2 separate regions of the Gossypium arboreum genome follow, and region 1 is linked to region 2. The links are chromatin contacts, called in public Hi-C maps. All regions are on one chromosome and are shown on one strand. Each heading gives the region's core, a stretch centred on a gene start, on an enhancer-like site or on the middle of the called end of the contact. The rest is flanking DNA. Distances are from core to core; before and after follow the strand shown. Region 1 holds the start of LOC108480520 (protein TIC 22, chloroplastic). Region 2 holds the start of LOC108480792.

Region 1 (3,601 bases), core at 278-2,777, 180 kb after region 2:
ATTAGCGGACCCTATCTAGCCAGTCGAACCGATCGCCATTCATTAACTTCTATAGACTTCTCAATGGTATGTCCTAGATACTCCATCCCAAGAATAAAAGATAAGGCAACAAAGAATCACCTTATCTAATTCCCCTCATTGATTTGAACTCCTCAACTATGCTCCCATTTCATAAAACCTACATCGAAAACGAAGAGATGCATCGCATAATTTATGGAACTAGCGTTTTCCAAAATCTTACTTCATGCAATGCGTCTTTTAAAAAAAAACTCTTAGCCGCACCGTATAATATGTTATCTCTAAATAAACCTGAATAGCCATACACTTTAACTTACCTTTATTGATCTGCACAAAATGAATAACTTACTGAGCAATGAGAATATTATTAGTGATTATTAGGTTTAGTCTTCACTCTTCAGCAAAGTAATTGAAAAAGGTTAAAAAAGGAAAAGAAAAAGATGTTTAGATTATGCCATAGATACCTACATTTTATAAAATACAAAATTGAAAAATCTATATGATATTGTGATTATGAAGTTGGATTTGAAATTTAATTAGTTAGTCGAGATTACTCAATTTGAAATAAGTAAAGCTATTCAATTAACTATTAATATAATTAATTAATTCTAACTTTAAAAGAATTTATATAAGCTCCTTTACTACTATTCTAAATTCTTTTAGTACCCAACCCTAAAGAATTTGTCTTTTAAAAATGTTTTTCTTCATACCATTTAAAAATTAATGTCAAGGTAAAACTTCTCTTTATCTATACAATTTTTGAGAAATAAAATACAAGATGGTTGATTAAGTTTAGAATTATCATAAGTAAAACGTAAGCTTATTCCTTCTTATCTCAATATTAGGCTTACTACTTTTATTAGTTTTTGTATTATTTCAATTAATGTTTAATACATATTTTAGAAAAGATATGTTGTCATAAAAAACATAATGATTTATTTGACTCTTTAATTAAAAAAAAAATTATTTTAGCCTTTCAATTAATTATATCTTTTTTAGCCTTTAAATTTGTGTTGTTTGTCAAATCACCTTAAAATTAACGAAAAAATTAACCTTGTTAGTTTTGCTGATACACGTGGATTGCCATAATGGATACCATGTCAGTAGTTAATTAATTTTTTAAAATTTTAAAAAAAAATTAATTGTTGATGTGGTCACGTGGTCATTTCAGCAAAATTAACAAATATTAACTTTTTTTTTATGATTTGACAAATAATATAAGTTTCAAAAGCTAAATGAAGCAAAAAATTAAATAAAAAGTTAAAATGACTCTTTTTAAGTTAGAGGGTTAAATAAGTCATTTCCTCTTATCTCTCTAATAAATTTTATAAAAAAAATATTAACTGAACTATAAAAGGAATAATATCACAAATGATCCTTGAAATTTATTAGAAAATATAATTTACAGTCCCCAATTTCTTTGGTCAATCCGAAGTAGGCTTCGGTAACATTTTAAACCCAATAGACTGAAATGGGGTTGAAGCCCTTATAACGAATTGGACCATCGAAAAATGTCCGTTGAACAAAACAAATTACATTTCAGGCTCATAACTTCATTTTCTTTTTCCCTCAGAAAAAAAAAATGGAATTCCCAAAACCTCCTCCATTCCCCTCAAACCCTCTCTTATCCCTCTCCACCTTCATCCACCGTCTCGGCGCTGAGCTCGCCACCCGCCTCCACCATACCAACCGTCTTGCCTCCAACTTTGCCGCCGGTTTCTCCCCCTCTGCGACTTCCCACCATCGTCCGCTCTTTGCCTCAGTTTCTCAGCCGAAGGCTGCGGTAGCGGCGGCTGCCACGTTGAATCCCGAGCAAGTTGCGAAAACTCTAGCCGGCACCGCTGTCTATACAGTGAGCAACTCCAACAATGAGTTCGTGCTTATCTCTGATCCCAATGGAGCCAAGTCTATTGGCTTACTTTGCTTTCGCCAAGAAGACGCCGAGGCTTTTCTTGCTCAGGTTAGTTAAATTTTTTTAAAAAATTTAGAGGAAGTTTCGAACCTTTTTGTGTTTATTTTATTTTATTTTTTCATAGGTTCGATTACGGAGAAGGGAGCTGAGAAGTAATGCTAAAGTCGTGCCGATTACACTTGATCAGGTTACGCTTTTTTTTTTGTTTCTTTTTAATTACCGGTTTTCCAATTGTCATTTATGTTCAAAAAAATTTAAAATATTAACTAAAATTGATTTGGAAATAACAATATTGATTTTTATGATTGCTGGTTTCATAATATATATACAGGTATACTCACTGAAGGTTGAAGGAATTGCATTTCGTTTTCTACCGGATCCAATTCAAATAAAGAATGCACTAGAGGTTAGTGTTTAATGCAATTTGGTTTTAAAGTTGTTCTTAAAAGGGAACATAAATAGCTGAACTTTGCTACTTAATGCAGTGGACTTATTTCATCTAGATTGTGTTTCTTTTAAGAAATTTTAACACAATGAAGGAAAAAATGTTTCAATTTTCATTTAGGTGTAAGATTATTGGGTGTCAGTTTTTATGTGGACTGGTTGTTGGGTACTTAGAGTAGACAACTATGCTTCAAATGAGATTACAATGATTATTCTTTTGTACTTGAGTGAAGATGTTACTTACTTGGGCAATTCTACACCATTACTCACAATAGTTTCTCATATCTATTAGCTGAAATCTGGTGACATCAAAAGTGGGTTCGATGGAGTTCCAGTTTTCCAGGTATGCTATATATTTTATTCAATATATATGTATACAATGTATCGCATGGTTTTTTAGTTGGTACCAAAACCTTATTTATGCATGTATATGGTTACTCACAGTGGCGCATTGAATCATTCGCAATTCTTTTTTCTGTATTATCATAGCATAAAGAGACTTTCCTTACTTCTTGTTGTGAATATGAGACACTTCCGGTGTTATTATAAATTGATGAATCAGAACGTTTTTTACTGAAAGATATTGCCACTTCCAACATGCTGTTTTTCCATTAGGAGTGCATGAGGAGCTGAACTGTGATAACAATTTCTATGTCACCACAAATTAATGTTAGATTTTTTTTCTTTAATGCCTCTTTCTACAGTCTGACCTCCTTGTTGTGAGGAAGAAAAACAAGCGTTACTGCCCAATATATTTCAATAAGGTTAGCTTGATCCATCAAGTTGTTATAGACACTTTTTTTTTTTTTTTTTGTTTATTATTCATTTATAAATATTTGTTAACCATACATGATTTCTATTATTTTCTTGTTATTGTGTAGGAAGATATTGAAAAAGAACTTTCAAAGGTTTCAAGGGCATCGAGAGGACCTGGTGTTTCTCAGCAAATCATGGTATCGCGCATGTGTGTGTGTGTGTGTATTATGTGTCTGTTTTGGAGATTCAAATTGTACATGCATGCATGGATTAAAGATTAGACATCAAAACCCCTCCACTCTCTCTCCTAAATGCTTTCAATTGTTCCATCTGTGTATAAGTGCTTTATTAATGGTATGATTTTCGGTTTGGCTTTGCCTTTCTTAGTATTCATTTCATCCAATATGTTGGAGCAGGTTGGAAGCTTGGAAGACGTTCTGAAGAAAATGGAGGTAAGAGAATCTAATTGCT
Region 2 (3,441 bases), core at 52-2,551:
AAAATGGGTTTCTTTAGAATTACCAGAGATTCACATTTGCCTTTAGAAAGATCAAGAATATGATCCCTAAGAAGCACATGTAGCGACCATACTCTTTTCTATCGAAAAACAGAATAATCAAGCCTATGTTTCCACACAGTAATTTTGTGTGCACTAAAACTGCAATGTAAGTTATTGCATTTCTTATATTCCCCATGCTAAACCAAGTAATAACACACATCTGCAAGTTTCCATAATAGGAATGGAGTTAAGACTGCTTATTCATTAATAGATTATTCATGAACTTCTAAACTTCGTAGTTGTATGCAAAGATTATAATCTTCAGCAAACAGACCTATCCATAAACATCAGAAATGCTCAATCCATGTATAACTACACCATAATATAACACTATAAACTGAAACAGTTGAAAATGAAAAAGGAAATTAAGGCAGACACCAACCATGCTGCTCACTGACACTGGCATTTGGTCTCAAGCTTCTCAATCTTTGCAGTATCTCATCAGTTATCTTATTCTTAACTGCTTGGGGCAGTTCAGCTTCAGCCATTGATTCTTCACTCGAAAATCCATGCTTTAATCGTTTTACCTTTATTTACAGATATCAACATTCAATACTACACCAAAAACAGGAAAGAAAGAAATGAAAAAAAAAAAAAACAAAGGGCAATTTGCATACCAATTTAACAAGCTCTATAGGTTCACTGGCTCTTCGAATCCTAACTGATTCTTCCATTTGTTTAATATGATCTGATGTATGCATTACAACTAAAAAAAACAAATCCCATAAAATCAGAAGAGTAATCAAGAGAAAAATTATCAAAAAAAAGGAGGCAAAGCTTATAGAAACTCACCATCATGATCTTTGTTGGAATAAATGTAGAGAGAAGAATAGAGAGAATGAAGAACATAGAGAGCAATAACAATGTTAACGGAGCAAACAATCACAGTGATCCTTTTATAGGAGCACTGACCCGAACCTGAACCTGAACCTGAACCCAAACCATGACCACCCCATTTGGCTCCTCTGCCTTCTCTAGCCATCTCCTATCTCTTTCTCCCACTGCTTCATCGCACCATGTTCTTTAAACTTTCTTTCCGAGAAGAGATGGATCAAATGGATTTCAGCAGATCGTAATAATCTACAAAATTTCCCTTTATTCTACGACTTTCCAATGCACATAAGAGTGGAGGCAACCTCCGCACCAGTGAACCGTTTGTTGTTCTCCACCTTCCGCTTATTTATCTTTTTGCCTACCTTTGGGTTTTTCTTTTTTGTTTTTACTTTTTATCCATCAAACACATCCACTAATTATTTTTATGAACCTATATTAAAATTAATATAAAATAAATTAAATAAATAGAATTTTGATCCTAAGGGTTAAATTAAAATATTAAAAAACTACAAGATTTAAGGTTTAAATCCATAAAATTAACATCAAATTTTGATATTAGTAGCAGGGGCGAAGTCAGAGGGGGGCTGGCATGGGACTCGGCCTCCTTAAAATGTAAAATTTCATTTTTGGTCATTGAAAATTTTTAAAAATTTTAAATTAGTAAAAGTAAAATTATATTTTGGCCCCCCTAAAATTATAAAAATTTGATTTAATCCTTTACAAATTATAAGAATATAAACTATAAAAAATTAAAATTTCATATGGCCATCCTTAAAAAAAAATTTTCGCTTCGCCCCTGATTAGTAGATGAATTACATTTTGTCCTCTCTATTTAAATTAGATAAATTAATCTTTTTAAATTAGAAAAAAAATTGCAAATGGACACTTCTATTAAAAAATTACTCCATGCATTAAAGTTAGACCTATTAATAGATCGGATCACTCGTCTAGATATAAAAGCCCACCCTAAAAATGGGAGAGCTTGGATAAAATACAATGCCCAAAAGAAAGGGCTTGGGTAAAACTCAAGACTCGTTTTCTATATAAGTTGGGCTTTAGGCAAGATTTTTTTAATTTGAGCCCAGCCCCATGTGAATATATTATGTTATATAAAATATTATTTTAATTATATATGTTAAATAACTATTATATATTTATAGTAAATCACTAATCGAATAACAATTAAACCCATCACTCAAAACCTTTAAAAAAAAAACTTACCCAACTAAATAACCCGACCCAAAATAAAAAAATAAAAAAAATTATATTTAATACAATAAAATATTTATTATATTTATTTTTGGGCAAAAAAGTAAGCTCATTTTTTGGGTCGAGTTAGGCTCGAGTTCAAAAAATTGGTCTAGATACCTTACATGGCCCGATCTGGCCCATGAGCACTTCTAGTTAAACTAAACTTGGCTTTTTTCAATTTTGCTATATTAGTGACATGGAAATAAAGGATGAGTAGAGGTAAAAATATCAAAAAGGCCCTTATATTATGAGTTAGCTTGTATTTTGCCCCCTCTACTCAAATGTATAAATAAGATCAAGTAACAAACTAGTTCTTCTATTAAAGATTCCATCCATTTATACTATTCAGTGCTGATATGGCAGATGGAGCAACCAAACACTAACACATGACATGCAATGTGTACCTAATGCTGATTAAACTTGATAATGGGCTGGGCCAGGTCAAGTTCGGGCCGATGTAAAATTTTAGGCCCATTTTCTAGGCCCAGGTCGGGCCTAAAATTTTGCTCAAGCCTGGCCTAAATATGGCTCTCCCATATTAATTTTTTAGATTATTTTTATATAAAAATAAATTTTAAAAATATAATACATCAAATACACTAAAAACATTAAAATTAATGTTTCAAAACAAATTGGAAATACATTAAAAAAAAGTCTTTATACTTAAATACCATTAACATAGTTGCAACTTAGCAAGCAAATGCCTCTAAAATAGTAGCAAAATTAACAATAAAACAAGAGTTATACAATATCCAAACAATAACGGTAAAATAACAATAATATAATAGCGAAATTGTAGCAAAGTAACAACATAACAGCAGTAAACAACAATAGAAAAAATAGTTTTGGGCCTGTCCTATGCCAAAAAAATCTTGTCTGAGGCTCGGCCAGTTTAAAAAACAGGTTTTATTTTGTCCAAACCGATTTTTGAGTCTATATTTTTTCCCAAACCTTCTCACTTTTCTGGCGGGCCTTCGAACCTGGACAGGTAGCCAGACCCATGATCAGGTCCACTATTGACATGACAATACTTAAAAAAATAAAAAATAAATCTAAAAAATAAATATTTTTATAATTATTTGAAAACCAAATCTAGGATAAACTTGGACAAATGGTTTTCTGAATAATTAAAAAAATTTATAAGTATAACCTCCCCAACCTGGCCTAGATGTTAGACCTAAATTTAGGAGACTATATTAGCACATGGTCGTGTGTCCCCTATTTTGCATGAGTGCCTTTATCTTTTGAAAATGTTTCAATTTGATCCTTATTGTGCTTAGGTCAATTTAAGAGCTT

What was found. A called contact is a pair of places that touch in the nucleus more often than the background predicts.
Region 1: a Hi-C map of leaf shows a contact between it and region 2, with 4 times the contacts expected there. The contact joins the promoter of LOC108480520 here to the promoter of LOC108480792 in region 2. A contact is called at or near these places in 2 of 5 Hi-C or Micro-C datasets (both in leaf).

What each region holds. Positions count from the first base shown.
Region 1 is chr1:77,542,128-77,545,728 of ASM2569848v2, forward strand. It overlaps LOC108480520 (protein TIC 22, chloroplastic), which reads left to right and starts at 1,528. Exons shown (of 8, transcript XM_017783549.2): 1 at 1,528-1,978; 2 at 2,055-2,117; 3 at 2,262-2,336; 4 at 2,667-2,717; 5 at 3,079-3,138; 6 at 3,256-3,327; 7 at 3,518-3,582. The coding sequence starts at 1,601. The coding sequence ends at 3,571.
Region 2 is chr1:77,359,720-77,363,160 of ASM2569848v2, forward strand. LOC108480792 reads right to left here and starts at 1,302. Exons shown (of 7, transcript XM_017783892.2): 1 at 853-1,302; 2 at 678-766; 3 at 443-587. The coding sequence starts at 1,042.